7 separate regions of the Mus musculus genome follow, and all the other regions are linked to region 5. Evidence: chromatin contacts called from public promoter capture Hi-C data. All regions are on one chromosome and are shown on one strand. The core of a region is the stretch at or near the end of the contact, and the rest is flanking DNA. Distances in the headings are between cores, read along the strand shown. Region 1 holds the start of Insrr (insulin receptor-related receptor). Region 2 holds the start of Prcc (papillary renal cell carcinoma (translocation-associated)). Region 3 holds the start of Khdc4 (KH domain containing 4, pre-mRNA splicing factor). Region 4 holds the start of Sh2d2a (SH2 domain containing 2A). Region 5 holds the start of Rhbg (Rhesus blood group-associated B glycoprotein). Region 6 holds the start of Lrrc71 (leucine rich repeat containing 71). Region 7 holds the start of Rit1 (Ras-like without CAAX 1).

Region 1 (2,700 bases), core at 115-2,614, 460 kb before region 5:
TAAGTTAGGTGAACGCTCTCCAGACCCTAGTAAGGAAAGGGAGAGGGCCTCAGCATGGCTGGATGCAGAACCTGGGGAGAAAAATAGTGGGAGAGAAGAGTCCTTAGAACACAATTGGAGGAAGATTGGAAAGTGGAGACCTCTCGGTCCTCAAAAGACCACAGGGTGGCGCTAGAAGCCCTCGCGCCCGGCGTTTGCGCTCGGCCTGGGGCTTCGAGGGCGGAGAAGAGCAGTTCTGAGCCTTTCTAAGCTGTGCCTCTGGTCTTAGGGTCAGTTCCCAATCCTAACCATCCATCTGGGGCCCCAGAGCCGAGCCATGGCCAGGCAGACCAAGCTTGGCATCGATCGCCGTCCTGACAAGAGCATCGATTTCTGTGCGGAGAAATTAATAGATCTCTTAGTTCTTCGGACGTGGGAGCTGGGAACCATCGGCTCACGGTATTTGTGAACCTGGGAAGTCTCAGGCCCAGCATCCAGGCCACTAAATGGCAAGTCTTGCGCAATGGCCTTCTTGACTGCACGTATAAGTGTCGCGTTTAAGAGATCATCCCATCATGAATTGTCCTCCAAGTGGCCCCGAATAAGTACATATATAGAGACCCACTAAGCATCCTGAGTTCTTAAAAGTAACCAAATGGAGCCAGGCAGTGGTGGCACACGCCTTTAATCCCAGCACATGGGAGGCAGAGGCAGGCAGATTTCTGAGTTCGAGGCCAGCCTGGTCTACTTCCAGGACAGCCAGGGCTACACAAAGGAACCCTGTCTCGAAAAACCAAAAAAAAAAAAAGTAACCAAATGAAGGAGGAATCTCACAGAGAGAAGAACGACTCGTCTCCTAGGGATTTGAGCCAAAACCAAGGGATTTGACGGGGACATACCCCGCGCCAAGGAAGTATGTTCAAAGTAGCCTCGGGAGGCTGGGAAGGGCTGTGAGAGGCGAAGTGGTGAGGTCGAAGTGGTGAGGTCTTCAGGTTTCACCAGTGGAGTCCGACCTGTCCAGGCTGCGGGAAGTTACCCCGCAGATGTCAAAACACCTGTTGGACTCCAGAACTCCCCTGCAAATCAAGCCAGGGAGCCCAGCCGCTCCCTCCAGATCTGCAGCGAGCGGGTTGGGGGGGTGGGGATGGGGGAGAGAGGGAAACTGAGACAGAGAGAGGGGTTCCAGAGCTCAGTTCTTGGCCCCCAACCTTATTTCCCCAACACATCTGTCCCCCACCTCCCTCAGTTGACAGGCTAAATATTTTCCCTTGACTTGGTGGGAGGGGCGGAGAGAACAGAGAAGTCGGCGGGCGGCGGCGTAAACCAATCCGTTTCTGGAAAGGGCGGGAGCTGGGCGAGGTCCCTGCCTTTCTGCCCCACCAGCCGCGGCCGGTCGACCGAGAGTGGAAGTCTGCATGTCCAGGAGGTCCGCGGAGTGTCTCGGGGTGGAGTGCTGCGGGTGTCTCGGGACCCCGCTGCCGCCCCTTGGGGCACTCCCGGGGCTCACCGGGGGCTTCCACTCTGCCTCCCCTCAGGACTGCCTGGACTGTCTGGATCTTTGTGTTCTGAATCATCCTCCCTCTGGATGCCTCTCTGAGGCTCCTCCACTCCTATCTGCATCTCTGTCCCAGTATCTGTCTCTGGACCACACTGAGGCTGTCTCTAGCTGCTTGTCACAGGCTTTGTTTCCTCTGTTCCGAAATTCTTTTCTATCTCCCGCGGTCTCTATTTGAGATCTCTAATCCCTTTGCCTTTGTGTGTCGTCGTCGTCCCCACCCCTGCCACTTCACACTGGAACCTGGGTCTGCATCCTCCTTTCTCCCTGGAGGATACCTGGAAGACAACCAGGGCTGAGGTCATGGCAGTGCCTGCTCTGTGGCCCTGGGGAGTACACTTGCTTATGAGCCTGCTGTCCTTGGGATCTGGCCTGGACACACTAGAGGGTGAGTCCCCAGCAACGTCCGTCTAACCCCCATCTCCCTCCAGAACACCTATACTTAACTTAGTCTTTGGTTGGTTGGTTTTGGTGTCTCCAGACAGGGTTTCTCTGTGTTACCCTGGCTGTCCTAAAACTCTATCTGTAGACCAAGCCGGCCTTGAACATAGAGATCCACCTGCCTCCACCTCTCAAGAGCTGGGGTTGAAGGTGTGCAGCACAACTGATTCCTAGTTAGTCTTTATTGGGACGGGAAGACGAGGATCAGCTCTCAGAAGGACTTTTTGCCAGCTAGAACTGTTATATGAAGAGTTTTCTCTCTCAGCTCCCCTAAGAGGTTAAGGAGTTAGAAATGGAACGAACAGATGTTCTTCAACTCACGGCTGTTAGTGAAACCGCGATCCCAGTAAAGTCTGAGTTTAAACCAAAATGAGACTGAGAATTGGAGGTTGCTTCTAGGGCCACTGACTGATAAGAGGCAGGCTGGGATCGAAGCTGAAAACCAGGCACCATTAAGCAATTTGACTTACTGTGTGGATTGTAGGCTCAGAGACAGGAGAGGCAGACCCAGGGCAAGTCCTGAGCTCTGGCACCCCAGGCTTTCATCTGTGTTGGTGGGGACCCTGGGGTCCCACTGTGGGCAGGAGGGCTGTCTGAGAGAGGACTGCCTCTCCTCCGTAACTCAGTGATATACCTCAGATTCACACTTCTCACCAAAGGCACCTAGGGAGTGGGAGTGGGACTAATGCAGACCAAATAGCCCCTCATGGGTTGCCAGGGGCTAT
Region 2 (2,700 bases), core at 1-2,500, 370 kb before region 5:
ATCACAAGTTGAAGCCCAAGCTGAGCTACACAGTGATTCAAGAAAAGCCTGGGTTACAATACTAGAACCATGTCAAAATAAGTAAACATTCCATCTCTTCTCTAACTCCACTCATGTCCTTTACCTCCTTCCAGCCTTCTTATTTTAGAGATGGGGCAAAGGATAAGGCTGGTCCTGGATGTTCAACAGGAGCACTTTAGTCCCACCAGCTGTCACTTCAGGCGCCACTTTTAACCTGCCCTCAATATGGGAAGAGAAGCCAACTGAGATAAAGATGCTGAAAGGGAAAGAATTGTCTCCATGCATGCGCCTTAAGCCTGTCAGTACCAAGGATACCACGCATCCCTTTCTGCAAGGAAGTCCCAGGTTCCAGAATGCCTCATGGCCAATACCCTAACTCCCCAAAGCAGGCAAGTTCAGGTGAATTTAACCGCCTTCTAAGAGGATTCCAGCGGCTCGGAGTCAACGGATGCGTTTGTCGAGCTCCATTATGGTTACAAGTCCCTCCTACCCCTAAACTCCAGCCCAATGGGACTTGAGGTGCCCCCCCCCTCCATACTCACATCGCCCTTCTGCAGCTCCGGCGCCGCTATCCTAACCGGTTCGGTTCTCTTCTTTGGCTTGGGAAGGCCCAAGGGGGGTCCGACACCGCCCACAGCTGGGGGCAGACTGAGCCCAGGGCCTTGAGGCGATGGCAGCCCCAGCCCCTCTCCAACTCCCGCAGCTTCAGCAGGGCTCACTCCTGCAGGTGGCGGGAAGCCGCCCAGGCCAAAGGGCAGCGGCGGAGGCGGCTGCAGTCTGGGGTCTCCGGTGGGCGGGGGCAGCAGGAGCGGCGGGGGGAAGGCTGGGGCCAGCATCTGGGGGGGCGGGGGCAGCAAGGCCGGGCCTTTGGGTGCAGGAAGAGAAGCGAACAGGCCTCCTAAAGTGGGCCCTGGCATAGGAGCCGCCACATCCTCTTCCTCCGGCTCCGGCTCCGGCTCCGGCTCATCCGGCTCACTATCGTCGCTGCTGGCATAAGCAACCAGAGACATGGCGCCTCCCGCCTTTGGGACGCCCTTGCTGGCAGACTAGGCCTACTTGAGACCCGGGATGTCCCGGCGGCCTAGTAGGCCCTACCAGCGGGCAAGGCGGGGAACCGAAAAGCGCCTCCTGCTCCGTGCTCTAGAACTATCCCCGGCAGGAACCCATGGCTAGGGTTGATTTCCACCGAGTAAGAATTCCCGCTACACTTAAGCTCCTAGCACCAAGCAACTACACACACCTAATGGCCGCCGAGTCACTCCGCCTACTACTCACCTCACAGACTTAAGAACTACAATTCCCAGAGAAGACTTTAGCAACAACCCCATTCTCTACCTCCGGGAACTCAGTGCAAAGCATGGCGGGAATTGCAGTCTAAAGGTGGCGTAAAGGGTGCGCAGAAAGACTGAGCGAAAGCTTCCTCTGATGCAGTGATTCCTGGGATTCGTAGTTTGTTTGTTTGTTTGTTGTTGTGTGTCCTTTCAAGTCCTATGTTACTACAAGCCCCATGGATCAGCGCGGTAGCACGTAAGCATTTAGAGCATTTCGGTACTTGAAGTTCCTCAGAGCAGCTAAGGATTATGGGAGCTGTGGTACCCTTAGAAACTGCAAGTGTTGTCGGGAAAGTGATGAAGTCTGGGAAAGTAAATAGCTTAAAGGGAAAGTTACCTGTAAATAAAACAGTGATGCTTCCGAGTCGACCTGGGTGTTAGAACAAAGCACCCCAAGAAAAGACAAAGCTCTAGGGTACGTTATAAAATTAAGATTGCGAAGCCAGAAAGAAAACGAGGCCGCAGGCATCTGAGAGCATGGCAAGGGTGGTGTCATGCACCTTGAATCCCAGCACTAGGAAGTCAGACGCGGGCGGAGATCTGTGAGTTCGAGGCCAGCCTAGACTATGAAGTGAGGTCCAGGACAGCCAAGGTGACACAGAAAATCCTGTCTCTGTCTCACAGAAAAAAAAAAAAAAAAAAAAAAAAAAAAAAAAAAAAAAGAGTCAGTGCTCTTAACCAATGAATACACCAGTATACATCTAGTAACAGTACACACCTCCCATGAACGCTATCCCCATGAGTGTGGGGACTTGGGCTCCTTCCTCAGCAACTAGTGAGAAGCACGGGAAACTAGGGCAAGGTATTGGAGAATTGGAGATTAATCACTTTACCTCAGTAAAAGGACAGACTATGGCCCGGTACACTTCCAAGTTCTTAGGGGTTGATCACCTGTGCCCACCCTACAGTGCATGTGTCTTTGGCATTCATTTCTTGGCTGGATGTGCTGTCTTCTCGGCCTTTGCGTATGGCCCTCATATCCACCCACTTTTACTGCAGGCTTTTTCACATACTGCCCGTCTATGATGACGTGCTGTGCAACTGCTCTTCCCTGGCTCCCTGTGATTCTGGATCACTTCTGTCACCCTCTAACTGAGGGCCCTCTACTTGCCATGTCCTTTATACATGAACCCATCTCTCTGTGGGTACCTCCCTGCTCCTAAGAGCAGAAAACCTTTGAGGTCAGCCAACAACGAAAGAGCTGCTAGAGTTTGGCAGGGAGGAGGCTAAAGAACGTGGAAAGGGTGCTTTGAGCGAAGGATGAGGATTGTAAAGACTGTGAAAGGATGTGGCTCTTCCTCACCAGCCTCCTCGCCATGTGTCTGAACATTTGGCTTCATACACAAAC
Region 3 (2,700 bases), core at 168-2,667, 430 kb after region 5:
AAGACTTATTTACTTTGTGTGGTGTTGGCAACTGAACTTTGGACTTAACTCTGCTCCACACTGGTTCGTCCTGCAATTCTTTCCCAAGTCAAAAAAGCCAAAGACTCTTTGGAGTCTAGCCCTAAAAGATCAAGGGAGCACCTCTCACACTAGTGTGGTTGACACCACAGAGCAGTGTCTTCATCCCTACCACAAATGTATATTTATTTATTATGTGCCCAAACTCTCTATTATTTAGCTTTTAAGTGAATTTTTTTTTTTTTAAAGATTTATTTATTATTATATGTAAGTACACTGTAGCTGTCTTCAGACACTCCAGAAGAGGGCGCCAGATCTTGTTACGGATGGTTATGAGCCACCATGTGGTTGCTGGGATTTGAACTCTGGACCTTCGGAAGAGCAGTCGGGTGCTCTTACCCACTGAGCCATCTCACCAGCCCCAAGTGAATTTTATTCTATGAATTATGTCGGAATGTAAGTATTTCTATAAGCTAGCATTCTGGGTTTGTTTGCTTTCTGTTGGAAGAATACTTGCATAAACGTTAAGGATCTGTTTTTCAGATTCACCCAAAACTCCTTAGAATTCAAAGCTTTTCAGTATATTGAAGAGGCAGTCAAGTGTAAACACACAGCCCTCAGAGAAGGGGATTTCATAACTTTTGATTTTTAATCTCCATTATGACAGTTCTTAGATCAGAGAGCAACTTTCCTTGTGTGCTCCAGGGATCTAACTTACATCGTTGTTTGTCTACTAGCACCTTCGTCTGCAGGGCTATCTCTCAGTCCCTGGCTTCGTTTTTTTTAAAAGCTCCACCTCGCTGAGCAGTTTTTCTCCAACTTTACTTGTTTTATAACAAGTTGTCCAAGTGCTTACGAGTTTGCCAAAACCAATGTTTTTGCTCATGGCCACCAGAACAGCCCCCCCCCCCCCATGCAGCGGGCTGACTGGAGCTTCCTATCCCTAAGGGTGGGTGGGTGGGGGACCCAAAACAAAACAAAAAGAGAAAGAAAGAAAAGGAAGTTGTGCAAATGACTTTGGAAAGAATCATTTCCTTTTTTCATAAGCTGAATCGAGAAGTGCGCTGAAGTCGCCGGCAGGGTTCTCCTCCGCTACAGGCTGGGACTCCACGTGAGCAAAGAGAACGCGGAGAAAGTCGGCTTCATTTTCTGACTTGTCTTCCAGGCAACTCGCTTGCCCACAATAAAAATGGATTCTCCTAGCCCGCAACTCGCTTTTAAACCAGGCCCAACAACCATTTTTATTAAGGGCAAGAGAGCAAGCCGGAGAGTCGACAGGCAGGCACTCCTGTCACTGAGACGCCAGACGCTTTAAATCACCGAGGGTCCAATCGGAATCAAGAGTCCTCACCGGACCCGCCTTACCTCACGGCCGGAAAAGGCCGTGCGTCAGCGCGTTGGGCGGAAGTGGCGGGAGGGCGGTGGTGGGTAGTTGGCGGGTGGTTGACTGGAGCAGGCCGCCATGTCCGCAGGGAGCGCGACACATCCTGCCGCTGGCGGGTAAGGGCTTCGCGGGCCAGGCTGGGGGCAGCGAGCACGGGCCCGGGGCAGGGAGACCGGCGAGGCTGCGTGTGGGCCGGACGGGCCGTCTAGTAGGACGCGTCCGGATGCCGAGGCCGGGGTTCTGGAGAGAATGTTGAGCTGGCCTCGGGCGCCCGGAAAGAGGCCGGCCGCGGTGCGAGAGGGAAGGGAGGGAACTCGGAGCCTTTTAGAAGGACGAGCCAAGGAGAAGGCGAACGCAGAGCGTTCCCGGCCGAGCCGAGTCTCCGGATGGAAGTGACTGGAAAGGAAATGTTTCGTAAGGGGATCGGAATAAGGGGAGTGGGACTGAGCTTTAGATAGGAATCTCGGGCACGTCTCGGGACCATGGCAGGCGACGCGGGATGGAGTGTACGAAGGGGGAGACTACACAAAGGAAGGCCGTGGGCCTCAGGATTTCCCTTTTCCTACCTGTAGGCGCCGCAGCAAATGGGATCAGCCAGCGCCAGCTCCGCTTCTCTTCCTGCCGCCAACGGCCCCAGGTGGAGAAGTCGCTGGCAGCGGGGCGAGCCCCGGGGGCGCCACCACCGCCGCCGCTCCTTCAGGAGCCTTGGATGCCGCCGCTGCCGTGGCTGCCAAGATCAATGCTATGCTCATGGCCAAAGGGAAGCTGAAACCATCTCAGAATGCGGCCGAGAAGGTATTGCGAGCGCTAGACGCTCTGCGCTTCGGGATTTTCTTTTTCCTCCCCTTTCTTCACCTTTCAGTTGCTTGGTCATTGGGGTTAATGAAGATGAAACCGGTTAGAGTGAAGATCACGTTTGGGAGTATTTAGATGATACCTTGTTAAATTGTTCCTGCAAGGCAATGAATGGGCTTTGGTTTTTTTGTTTCAGGCAGAGACTCTGTATATTTAGACCAGGCTGGCCTGCTTGCAGAGATGCCTCTTGCCTCTGACCCCCCAAGTGCTGTGCCCCATCATTGCATCCTGAAGTCAGGCAGTTTTAATTGATGTAGTTCCCTTGTTTTGTTTTTCGAGACAAGTCCACGTAGTCTTGGCTGTCCTGGAACCGTGGTTTAGCCTCGAACTAATGGGGAGATATCCGTCTCTGCCATCTACGTAGGATAAGGACATGCGCAGCCACCACCTGGCTGGTCTTGTTACTTTTATGGACTAGTTTTTGTGCTTAGAAACTTAAACTC
Region 4 (2,700 bases), core at 200-2,699, 410 kb before region 5:
CTATGGTGACTTCATAAAAAGAAACTCACCAAAGAACTTGTCCTGAGGTTCCTGCAACTTCTTGCCATTTCCTCGGCCTCTGGCAGGTTGGCAACCCTTTTGGATTCTTCGGGATTGAACTTTAGTTGCTGATTCGTGAGTGGTGATTGCTGAATGGATGGAGTGCAGCTGCTGACTCATGTTTGGTGTTTGCCACTGGACTGGATTACTGATATCCTGACAATGAAGATTGGAAACACCCCCAAAGAACTATTTCTAAACAGGTCCACTTTCCCCATGCCCTAATAACATTTCTTTTCCACTACCTCTGGTGGGTGGTGGGCTAGAGGGGAGGTTGAACGCTTATTAAAGTAGGCTGAGAAAAATTTATGCCTATATGCTTTTGTCTCCTTTGTCAAAAATGAAGGGGACATAGCTCTGTGAGCTTCTTTCCATGGTCTCTGCTCTCTTGCACTGGCATAACCCTCTCCTTTCATGCCAGCACCAGGATGTCTTTATCACCATGGCTATGTCTGGTGTTGGCTATTGTGATATTCCAGATGTGGTCTTTGTTATTTGTTTGTTTGTTTTCCAAGACACTTTTTTTTTCTATATAGCCCTAGCAGCGCTAGAACTCACTCTGTAAACCACGCTTCCCTCAAACTCAGATATCCCCCTGCCTCTGCCTTCTGAGTGCTGGGCCTGGGATAAAAGATATGCTGTCTTTTGCATTTCTAAATACTGTTAAATACTTTGGTGTAGGTCATAGGATCTGGTTTCCTGGGTAGATGCCAAAAGATGCAGAAGACCCTGCCTGTCCAGTATACCCTGCCTCTGGTACCTACCTCTTACAAGCTCCACAGCCTCCCAAGATAGCAACTACTTGCTTGGAAGCACACAGTGGACAAAGCTGTGAGATAGCTCAGAGTCAACCCCAACAGCCAATCCTGCCATTCCTAGCAGCGACCTGTTTAGTTAGAGAATCCCCTAAGGTTGCTTAGTGTTGCCCTAATCTAAATCCACCATCTGCTCAAAGATGAACATCAGGCCCCTCCTCTCTAACCCAGGTCTCGTGGGTCCCACATAGCTAACCGAGTCCCCAGCAGCTGGAGCAATGGCTCTGTGAGCAAAGTCCCTGCTATTCAAGCATTTAGGCTGAGATAGGAACCTCAGTGTGCACATGTCCGTGGCCCCAGTGCTGGTTTAAGAGGAGATGAGTGAATCCCAGGGGGTTAACTGACCTGCCAGTCTAGCTGAAATTATGAGCTCAAGGCTCAGTGAAAGACCTTGTCTCAATAAGGTGGAGAATGGTTGGGGAAGCCACTTGCCTCAACCTTTAGTTTCCTTGTTACACATATAGGCAAGTGCACCTGCGGTATAACACATACGTTGAACAAGCACAGACACATATACGTATATACACAAAAGTCCTTCCAGAGGTCTGACCCACATCCTTCCTGTTGCAGCTCTGCCCCACTCACCTCATGTATCTTCTCAATGCAAACTTCTGAGTATGAATCTCTGAGAAGCCTTATAACACTTTTGGAGAAGGGGACAAAGGTCAGATAGCAAGAACACCTCACACCTAACAGAGTAGCCCACCACTACCCCAAGTGCCTGGCTTCCAGAGACAGGACTGGTGTGTTACTGCACTTTCCATGACGTGGGTCCTTTTCGAGACAAAGGAGGTGGGTAAAGCGACATTTCCTGTCCCTGGGGGAAGGAGGGAGAGGAGAGATGAGCAGCTGCCGAGTGTGCACCTCCTTTGAGAGCACCCACACCTGCTTCCATGGAGTTCTGCTTGGCCCAACCATGCCCCCAAGGTACGTATAAAGTTTTCTCTCTGCTCCCTTCCTGAGCCTCAGCCTCCACTTCACAGCTAAGCAGTTGACCCAAGCCAGAGCTGCCTTAGTGTCCACTGCTTCTACTCCATCTCTGGGGCTCCACATCTCTGCATCCCTGAGGGCAGGGGACAGGATCCCAAGAGATTTTTAGGAGCCTGGAATGGGAGGGTGAAAGACAGAGGAGTCGAGATCAAGGGAAGGCCTGGCCTAAGGGACTACCTCTCTACGGGGCTTCCAGGCCTCAGAGGCTCAGCCTAGACCCCAGGGTTCTCCCTTTACGGACAACCCTTCTCTTGCCACCAGTCCCTTTGAAACACCTTGACTCCTTATTCCTATCCCTGGGATTCCCACCCGCTACCTCCCTGGTACACACTTGCACTTCTCCTGTCCTCATGACTGTCCCTGTTGGGAAAAGCCCCTTTGGAGATGTTTAAGAGCCTGAAGTAAAGAAGGGAGGGAAAGATGGCCTGCCTCTGGGAAACCCCACCAGCCTCCCTTGTGCCAACAGGGAATCATGAAGCTACTTCATCAACCTTCAACACCTTCCAGCCAATGAACCTGACCCAGGGGAGATGCCAGAACTTGAGTTGTGGGAGCAGGCCCAGCATGCAAGTTATGAAGGAACAGGGGGTTCAGCTCAGCCCCAGAACTAACCACACGGTGGTGAGTAGAAACCTAGGTGGGTGCAGCTGCCTCATCCACCACCATCCTCTCGAGGATGAGGGTGTGCACATGAACCCATGTCAAAATGCAAGCTGGGGACCGGAAGCAGGAAGTGGGGAGTTCCTTCCTCCCGTACATAGCTACCCACTTGCCCTCAGTTTCTCTGGCCCTGAAAAATCTCAGGCCCAGTCATCAGGGGACCAGGACACAGTAC
Region 5 (2,700 bases), core at 182-2,681:
CCTGAATGCTGCCAATCCCTGCCACAACTAGGAATGAACTGTGGAGACGGAGGTGCTGTGGTTGTTTGGGGGGTCTGGTGCTTCCTGGCACAGTTCAAAGTCTCCCTTAGCCCTTTATGTCCCCATTGCTGGGAAAGGGCAGGGTGAGGTGGGGACAGCCTGTCAACAGCTCAGCGGCAGAAAGTGGGTTTAATAGCCTTGTTGCTTTTTGCATGCCCTTCAAACAGACATTTTCCCTCACTCCTTTTTGGTGTTTGTTTGTTTGTTTGTTTGTTCGTTTGAGACAGAGTTTTGTTAGCTCAATCTGGTCTCAGATTCACAGTGTGGCTGAGGCTGGTTTTGAACTCCAGATCATCCCTCCTCCACTACTGGAGCACTGAGATTACAGGCACAAACCATCACCCCCAGCTTCTTCCTGGCACTTGGATGAGGAACTGGAACTAGAGAAGGTTGACTTGGGCATTAGAGGGAGGGGCAGTGTGCTTGGTCCCAGATGTCCAGTGCCTCAGTTACAACCTCGAAGGAAATGCTCTGTCTCCATGAGGGGGTTAACTCCCTGTCCAGAACCTTGTCAGGAGGCAAATGGTCAGTGGTCAAGTTTATGATGTGTAAGCGCTATTCTAGCTGTGCGATCCTTGGTGGGTGATAATGGGCACCCCGCAGCCACCTTAAACTGTGAGATGAGATAATAGTGCAGCACCGAGCACAGCCCTAGCCCGCCTCACACTGGCCTTGAAACTGGCAAATGGGTCCAGGGTCCTCTCACTCTCAAACCTGGAGTGTTTGTGCTGAAACCAATCTTCGACGCCTGAACATGTGGGAATTTCACACCTAGTTCTCCCTCGTCTCCTCTGGCACCCTACCTGGCAGTCCCACCAAGATTCTCTTTCCTGTGGTCAAGCTGGACTCCTAGACAAAGTCAAATTAGCCCCAACGGAAGGTGAGACAGTAGCTAACACTGGGGCCACTTACAACTGGATTGAAGCCCCAGCTCCCCTTACTGTCTGACCCTGACTCTGACTGAGCCTTACCTCTCCTCAGCCTGAGATAGAGCATGTGCCATCCCCAGCAGTGCCTGGAACAAGAGGGACACTAGAGAAAGGGGACTATTTTAAAGCCCCGGCAGTCATCTTGGTGGCAGGAGTACCCATCAACGCCCTTCCCTACACACCCGGGACTTAGAGGCTTTGCTTCCCACGCCCTCGCCCGCACTCACTTGGGTAGCGAAAGTAAAACTCGTTGTCCACGTTACTGTGGTTGCCCCAGTGCCACAGGGCAGCGTCGGTTTCGTGGTTGTACCGGACAAAGATAGCAAAGAGGAGGGCAGTGGCGCCTTGGAAGAGCAGGCACAGCAGCGGCAGGACCAGGCGCCGGTGGCGGGGAACGCGGGCCATGAACGCGGCTGTGTTCTCCCGGTCTCCGGCAGGGCAGTGCCGGCCAAGCTGACTCCTGCCACCGCAAAGGTGAGGCCCCGCCCCCCGGAGGCCGTGCTGCTCCTTGGGGAGCCCCACCCCTCAGCTCGAGGTTGGCAGGGATTAGCCCCGCAGGTCAGGTCCTGTTTCCCATGGCCCCGCTGAGGCACCGGTGATGTGTGAGCTTCCCCAACTGTGCCCCAGCTGCCAGAGGGTGGAGAGAGGGGGAAAGGTACTCGCCCCTTTAAACCTGGTGTGAGAGATTGGCATCCAAGAAGCTAGTATCCTTTAAAGGTCCTACCTGGTTTCCCTCGGTTAATAGGAAGGAATCGGATTAATGCTGAGATCTTCCGTTGCCTGGCTGTAGAGATAAACCAGATGGCCCCTCTCAGAAGCAGTTGCCTCTACCACTCTACCACCTTTGTTGTTGTTGTTGTTGTTGTTAAAGATGTATTTAGTTATTTTATGAGTACACTGCCATTCTTTTTAGACACACCAGAAGAGATCATCAGATCCCATTACAGATGGTTGTGAGCCATCAAGTGGTTGCTGGGAATTGAACTCAGGACCTCTGGAAGAGCAGTGGGTGCTCTTAACTGCTGAGCCATCTCTCGGGCCCCAGCCTCTACCACCTTAAGTTGAGCTGAGATTACAGCTCCAACAGCCATGGTCCCTGAAGGACTCTAGCCGGTAGGGACACTGGTACTCTTGGTTCTGAAACCTGCAGTCCACAGGTGCAGGGACAGTAGGATAGCTTGCTAACCCTCTGCTCATTGTCCAGTTCTTCCACTGTCTCAGCAGGGACCTGAGCCTCTGCCCCTGCCTTTTTTGTGGACTTGGGAGGACACCTGGATTCTAGCTGTCTGGTTTCCTGTGCCAAGGGTCCAGCCAGGCACATGAAAGACCAGAGATCAGCCTCTGGTGACACAGCTCCCAGCTGGTCCATGTGGGCCCTGTCCAGAGACTCTCCATCACTCTTCAGTCAGCAGGAAGGTTAAGCATAAAGACTCAGCATCTATGGGTCACCCCCTGCGGGGGCCATCTCCTGTCCCAGGTGTGACTCCTGAGCCCTGCTTGGTGTCAGTAGTTGCTTGGGTGGTTCCAGCAGGTCTGGGAGGAAGAGCCTTCTATACCCCCAGAACTAGAGAAAGGGGAAGAGAGAGCTGTGGTCTGATTTTAACCTCCTCTTAACTCCATACCTCCCTTCATCTACAACTCCTCCAGGGCCTGACTTCCCCCTTTTCTCTTCTTCATTCATTCACTCAATAAATACTCATGTAGTGTCTAC
Region 6 (2,700 bases), core at 94-2,593, 510 kb before region 5:
TCATGCAGTGCAGGGTGACTCTCCATCCCCCTCATCCTTCACCAACTCCATCTCCCAGGAGCCTAACACACCCTCTCAAACCTTCACTGTCCTGTGCCGATGATCACCGTCCCTGGACTGGGCTACTCAGAGTCACACTCACCTTTCTGCTGCCCCTATCTCTGTTTCCCATCTCCTCCATGCACAGCCAGCGTTTCTTTTTCTCTTTTACTCCCTTGGGTCACACTGTCTTGATGTATTGTTCTATAAGGAACTTAGTGCCTCCTGCCTCAGTACCCCGAGTGCTGGGATCACAAGTATGTGTGTGGGCTTTCTGTGCCCAGCAAACCCTGGCCTATCTGTCTTCCCTATGAAAGATGCTTTTTCTCCAGTTCCTTATACCCTGCCTATCCCTGGGCACTAGCGCTGACAGGAAAACAGCACCTGGCAAAAGGCAGACCGGCAGCATCTTTTCCCAGTGTTTTATTTCCATTGCAAGGAAAACGGGGTCCTGACCCTCTTTAATAACAAAAGCATCGAATTTGTATCAAGATGCCTTCTGATACATTCCCTTTTGTGCTTAATTGGTTCAAACTGAGTTCTGTCCCTTGCAACATGAGAAGCAATGGTCCTGTTAATCCAACTTTAATAGTTTTCTTTAAGCGTGCCAAAGCACAACTGTGACCATGGCCACAGAGAAGACACTCAAAAGTAACTGTTGTCTAAATGAATATCCATAGAGCTGTGTTCCTAAACCTTCCCACAGCCCCACGGGATCTTCTCACCACTGCCTCAGCCTTCTTTGACCTATCTTGTCACATCTTACAGTGCACGTCAGCTTCCCCAGGCAATGTGTACTCTTTAAGACCAACCCCTGAGGAGGTGGGATGTGCTGATCCACATTTGATCTCGGAGGAGATAGGTAGACCTCTGAGTTCGGGGTCAGCCTAGTCTGTAGAGCAAGTTGCTGACCAGTTTTAATTTTAAAAAAGAAAAAAAAAGAAAACGTCAAGTCCAATTAATCCAGCCCTGCCCCGCCAGCATACCCGGATTTTTTGGCTCGTCCTCTCCCACCGGGGGCAGGGTGCTTGCTGTCTTATCTTTAGCAGCCCGATCCCCCTTCTTGGTTACTGCTCCGGATGACTTCTGGGCCCCAGGACGCGGAGTCCTGGGTGAGGTCCCTGTAGTGCTTGGCTCACTTGACATAGGGGTGCTTTTGGACCCCTCGAGTGAGAGGCAAGATGAAACGGGACTCTGTGGGCCTCACCCCTAGGATCTCCACTCAGCCAAGCGACTCCGCGACTGCCCTCTCCAGGGCAACCCAGCCTGATTGGGTGGGGCTGTGGCCGGAGCAACGGGCAAAGAGTGCACGTGGAGGCCCCTGACTCTGCCAGAGCCAGAGCCAGTGGGCGTGGCTAGGCGTAGGGCATAGATGCGTGGAATCTAGGGCAGTGCAGCTAGGGCCCTAATGGTCTGTACTCTCTGTACTCGCAGAGGAGGTTGTGGGGGGAGAGGACAACGCACTGAGCTAGAAGGTTGTAGGGGAGAGAGAGTGCCTTGTGAAGGGCCCAAGTGGTAAGGGCTCGGGCTATGCTGAGTTCTTTGCCAGCTCTCCTCAGCTCCCTGGAGGTCTGGAGGCTTGTCTGCTGGTTTGATCTAGGAGGTCCCATCTTTACCATTTCGCCATCCCGGGCCCCTTTGAGTTGCTTGGCTCCTCATTCAGTACCACAGCAGCACGGATGCTGCTCTCTGCTGAGACTCTATCTCTGAGGAGAGCTCCAAACTAGGCTCTGGGGGACACTGGGGACACGGTATTGCTGGTACTTTGATTCAGCCACTCAGCTTTTAGAGGAACATTTATTGAGTGACTACCCTGTGCCAAGGAAACCAATAGTGAGTGAGCCTAAACACCAGAGTCCTGCATCAGAGAGCTGGCGATCAGCCTCTCCACTAGGGGGAGGCAGACGCTAATCTAGCAACAGGGGAAAGCACATCGGAGTGCAGCTTGAGCTGTGCATGTGACCCTGAGCCGTTAAACCCAGCACTCAAGAGGCAGAGGCAAGCAGAGCTCTTGAGTTCCAGGCCAGCCAGGACTACATAGTGAGACAGAGTCTCAAAAACAAAACAAAATGCAACAATCCCATCTTCTTGCCTGGTACCACTTCTGCCTTCTGTGGGTACGTGGAGAAGAGAGTAGCTATGAAGCAGATGTGGGGTGGGTGTTCTGTGGAATATGTGAAGGGCAAGCAGGACTCAACGGGTAACTTAGGAAGGCTGAACTTAGATGTGCCAATTCCTGGGCTGGGAAGTAGGGTGGCAGACAGCCTTCATTCTGGGAAAGAATGAAGCGAGACGGGAAAGGGAGACTGCAGGACCGTCAAGGCGTACCAGGAGGACAAACACCAGAGTCGGGGAGCAATCCTCTGAGCAAAGACATGGAGGATTACTGGGTGAAGGGCAGGCAGGTAGTTAGGGCCTGCTGCTGGTGGAGCTCTAACTAGTTAAGCTTGGAAGCTGACTACTAGATAAGATGGAAAGTGCAGAAGGCAGAACCTATACCTGACTCCCTCTAAAGCCAACTAGAGACACACACAGCCTGCCTGAGCATACACACAGAAAAGGTACCCAACACATACTTTTAAAAAAAATCGATCTAAAATCACACTTGTACAACAACATTCTGCCCACCAGCTTATGTCCACAGGGACTTGAGCAGTGGGT
Region 7 (2,700 bases), core at 22-2,521, 460 kb after region 5:
TTCCTGATGCCTGCAAATGGTCAGAAGAGGGTTGTGGATCCCCTGAAACTGGATGGTTGTGGGCCACTGTGTGGGTGCTAGCGACTGAATCCAGAAGCAAGAAGTGTTTTTTGTTTTTTTTTAAAGATTTATTTTGTTAATATATGTAAGTACACTGTAGCTGTCCTCAGACACTCCAGAAGAGGGAATCAGATCCTGTTGCGGATGGTTGTGAGCCACCATGTGGTTGCTGGGATTTGAACTCTGGACCTTCGGAAGAGCAGTCGGGTGCTCTTACCCACTGAGCCATCTCACCAGCCCCCGCAAGGAGTGTTTTTAACTACTGATAATCTCTCCTGAGCTCTGCTTTTAAGACAGGGTTTCATGTAACCCAATGTCGAATTTAGCTGGTATCCAAGGTGGCCCTTGTACTGCTTGGCACAGACACCTTCCAAATGCTTGGTTTATATGGATGTGCTTGCATCCTATCTGACTTGTATTTGTCTTAATAATTTTAAAATTTAAAATTCTAACTAGAGGGCTGGTGAGATGGCTCAGTGGTTAAGAGCGCCACCTGCTCTTCCGAAGGTCCCGAGTTCAAATCCCAGCAACCACATGGTGGCTCACAACCATCCGTAACGAAATCTGATGCCCTCTTCTGGAGTATCTGAGGACAGCTACAGTGTACTTATATATAATAAATAAATAAATCTTTAAAAAAAAAATTCTAACTAGAATAACTGGATACCGCGATCATCTGGTTTTGGTTTCAAGAGCTTTTGATGTAACAGCGTTTTTGGAAAATGAAGCGCTGCTTTGTAGCAAGTACCATACCTACCCTAATGTAATTCTGTATTTTGGAAAGATTGAGGGGGTGTGGGTTTGTTGTGCTGTACATCTGGTGACAGATATTTTCCCTCTACCAGCAGCAAATAGCCCTAAGTTAATCACTTTAAAAGTATCTGTTCGTGGCTGGAGAGATGGCTTAGGTGTTAAGAGCACTGCTCTTCCAAAGGTCCTGAGTTCAAATTCCAGCAACCACATGGTAGCTCACAACCATCTTAACAAGATCTGACATCCACTTCTGGAGTGTCTGAAGACAGCTACAGTGTACTTACATATAATAAATTAATAAATCTTTAAAAGTATCTGTTCGATTAATATAACATCCATTTTTGTAAGTGCAAGCCTTGAGATTCGTATGTGACCAGAGGGCTTAGCGAGTTAGAGTTAGGCGCGGGGCGGAGCAGAGTATCTGTCAGCTGTGGGGGCGGGGCTCAGGGTCATGCCCCGCCCACCGGCGCCATCTTCCAGGACCCGGGCGGGGCCCTGGGCTGTGGGGCGCAGCTGGGAAAGGAACGCGGGTTACCACCCGGCCTCAAAGCTGGTTTCAGAGGTACAGGCTCAGGTGAACAGGGCGGGGGGGTGACGGTGGCGGGAAAGGTGGTGAAGTGGGGGAGCCACGGCCACCGTGAAAGAACGTGACAGTGTCAGGCAGCGCTCTGCACTCATCCGGCTCCTTCCTACTGGCACGCTGCCTCAATCTGAAGTTTTAAGTTCTTTTTAGTTTTCTGGAAAAAGTAAGTTTGGACATCTATGATCTGTTTTAGGACTGAGACTGATTGTGAAGGGCGAGGATGTAGGGCTTCTTAGCGTTCTGCAATGAGCAGAGTAGGCCATGGTGTTTGGGGACGGAAGAAGGAGGCTCTCACTGTGGCCCACTGTTTCCATCCTGGATTGAATGTTCTGTGCCTTCTCCTCTAGGAGGCCTTTCCCAGGGGCCCAGGACTGCCCCGGAGGACAATGGAGTCCGGAGCTCGCCCCATTGGTAGCAGCTGTAGCAGCCCTGCAGCACTCTCCCGGGAATACAAACTAGTGATGCTGGGTGCCGGTGGAGTTGGGAAGAGTGGTAGGTAACCATTTCTGTTTGCCACACAACGTTTGAAAAGCAACCCAGATGGGTTACTGGCTCTTGTGCAAAATTGATAGCTAAAATACTTCCTGGTCACAGTGTCCTGAGTTGCATCTCTTGTTTTGAAGCCATGACAATGCAGTTCATCAGCCACCGATTCCCAGAAGACCATGACCCCACCATTGGTAAGTCAGCTCCTTGTTTATATTTCCAGATACAGCCTGGGAAAGTATCTCAATAGAGTTAGAGCTTAAAAAGTAATATTTATATCCTAAGCTTGTTTGTGTATGTAATTCATACTTACTTAGAGACCAGAATAAACATTTGAGTATTTATTTTAGACTTCATATGCACATTTATGCTATCTTTAGTCTTCAGATTACATTGGTAGACAAACTGTCTTTTTTATTTAAGGACATATAATGTATTGTTAGATTAAAGGAAAAGTTTAACGACCACTCAATGAAACCTTTTCTTGCTGTCACTGTTCAGGGTCTGACATGAGACTAACCCTGAAGGATGAGTCAGCTGGTTTGAACTTCCACAAAAGGAAGCAGAAAAACAAGTAGAGCCAGCCTGCTGAACTCTTAGAACCAATCTTCCACTTAGAGCTCTTCCTTTATTTCCTTATCCTTGCAGCTCATTATATAGTACTGTCTTCTCCTGTGTCTTTGTCATCTTTGGCTGTCATAGGTTGGTGGAATGCTAGTGGGGTAAATCTGTCTCCCTGACACCCCCACCTGGGGATGGAACCTGAGACTCTAGCCGAGCATACCATGCAAGGGCTCTGCCACATCCCCAGCCTTGTT

Evidence for each region. Promoter capture Hi-C pulls out the DNA fragments that hold promoters and counts their contacts.
Region 1: a promoter capture Hi-C map of pre-B cells shows a contact between it and region 5, with 3 times the contacts expected there. The contact joins the promoter of Insrr here to the promoter of Rhbg in region 5. A contact is called at or near these places in 7 of 39 promoter capture datasets (the 3T3-L1 cell line, liver, pre-B cells and 2 more), 2 of 115 datasets of contacts at active chromatin or transcription factors (bone marrow-derived macrophages and pancreatic cancer cells) and 1 of 9 other capture datasets (liver).
Region 2: a promoter capture Hi-C map of pre-B cells shows a contact between it and region 5, with 4 times the contacts expected there. The contact joins the promoter of Prcc here to the promoter of Rhbg in region 5. A contact is called at or near these places in 3 of 39 promoter capture datasets (hippocampal neurons, liver and pre-B cells) and 1 of 115 datasets of contacts at active chromatin or transcription factors (pancreatic cancer cells).
Region 3: a promoter capture Hi-C map of liver shows a contact between it and region 5, with 4 times the contacts expected there. The contact joins the promoter of Khdc4 here to the promoter of Rhbg in region 5. A contact is called at or near these places in 2 of 39 promoter capture datasets (both in liver) and 1 of 115 datasets of contacts at active chromatin or transcription factors (pancreatic cancer cells).
Region 4: a contact with region 5 is called in a promoter capture Hi-C map of liver, with 4 times the contacts expected there. The contact joins the promoter of Sh2d2a here to the promoter of Rhbg in region 5. A contact is called at or near these places in 2 of 39 promoter capture datasets (liver and pre-B cells).
Region 6: a contact with region 5 is called in a promoter capture Hi-C map of liver, with 4 times the contacts expected there. The contact joins the promoter of Lrrc71 here to the promoter of Rhbg in region 5. A contact is called at or near these places in 2 of 39 promoter capture datasets (liver and pre-B cells).
Region 7: a promoter capture Hi-C map of liver shows a contact between it and region 5, with 2.9 times the contacts expected there. The contact joins the promoter of Rit1 here to the promoter of Rhbg in region 5. A contact is called at or near these places in 1 of 39 promoter capture datasets (liver) and 1 of 9 other capture datasets (liver).

The regions. Positions count from the first base shown.
Region 1 is chr3:87,795,587-87,798,286 of GRCm38.p6, forward strand. It overlaps Insrr (insulin receptor-related receptor), which reads left to right and starts at 1,365. Exons shown (of 22, transcript NM_011832.2): 1 at 1,365-1,922. The coding sequence starts at 1,838.
Region 2 is chr3:87,884,312-87,887,011 of GRCm38.p6, forward strand. Prcc (papillary renal cell carcinoma (translocation-associated)) reads right to left here and starts at 1,251. Exons shown (of 7, transcript NM_033573.2): 1 at 564-1,251. The coding sequence starts at 1,031.
Region 3 is chr3:88,684,370-88,687,069 of GRCm38.p6, forward strand. It overlaps Khdc4 (KH domain containing 4, pre-mRNA splicing factor), which reads left to right and starts at 1,418. Exons shown (of 14, transcript NM_028814.4): 1 at 1,418-1,518; 2 at 1,975-2,197. The coding sequence starts at 1,481.
Region 4 is chr3:87,845,306-87,848,005 of GRCm38.p6, forward strand. Sh2d2a (SH2 domain containing 2A) reads left to right here and starts at 1,450. Exons shown (of 7, transcript NM_021309.3): 1 at 1,450-1,802; 2 at 2,332-2,486. The coding sequence starts at 1,769.
Region 5 is chr3:88,253,253-88,255,952 of GRCm38.p6, forward strand. It overlaps Rhbg (Rhesus blood group-associated B glycoprotein), which reads right to left and starts at 1,432. Exons shown (of 10, transcript NM_021375.3): 1 at 1,217-1,432. The coding sequence starts at 1,394.
Region 6 is chr3:87,747,280-87,749,979 of GRCm38.p6, forward strand. It overlaps Lrrc71 (leucine rich repeat containing 71), which reads right to left and starts at 1,344. Exons shown (of 15, transcript NM_028971.1): 1 at 1,026-1,344. The coding sequence starts at 1,185. It overlaps Pear1 (platelet endothelial aggregation receptor 1), which reads right to left. Exons shown (of 25, transcript NM_152799.2): 25 at 1,818-2,700.
Region 7 is chr3:88,715,583-88,718,282 of GRCm38.p6, forward strand. Rit1 (Ras-like without CAAX 1) reads left to right here and starts at 1,272. Exons shown (of 6, transcript NM_009069.4): 1 at 1,272-1,375; 2 at 1,744-1,888; 3 at 2,020-2,076. The coding sequence starts at 1,783.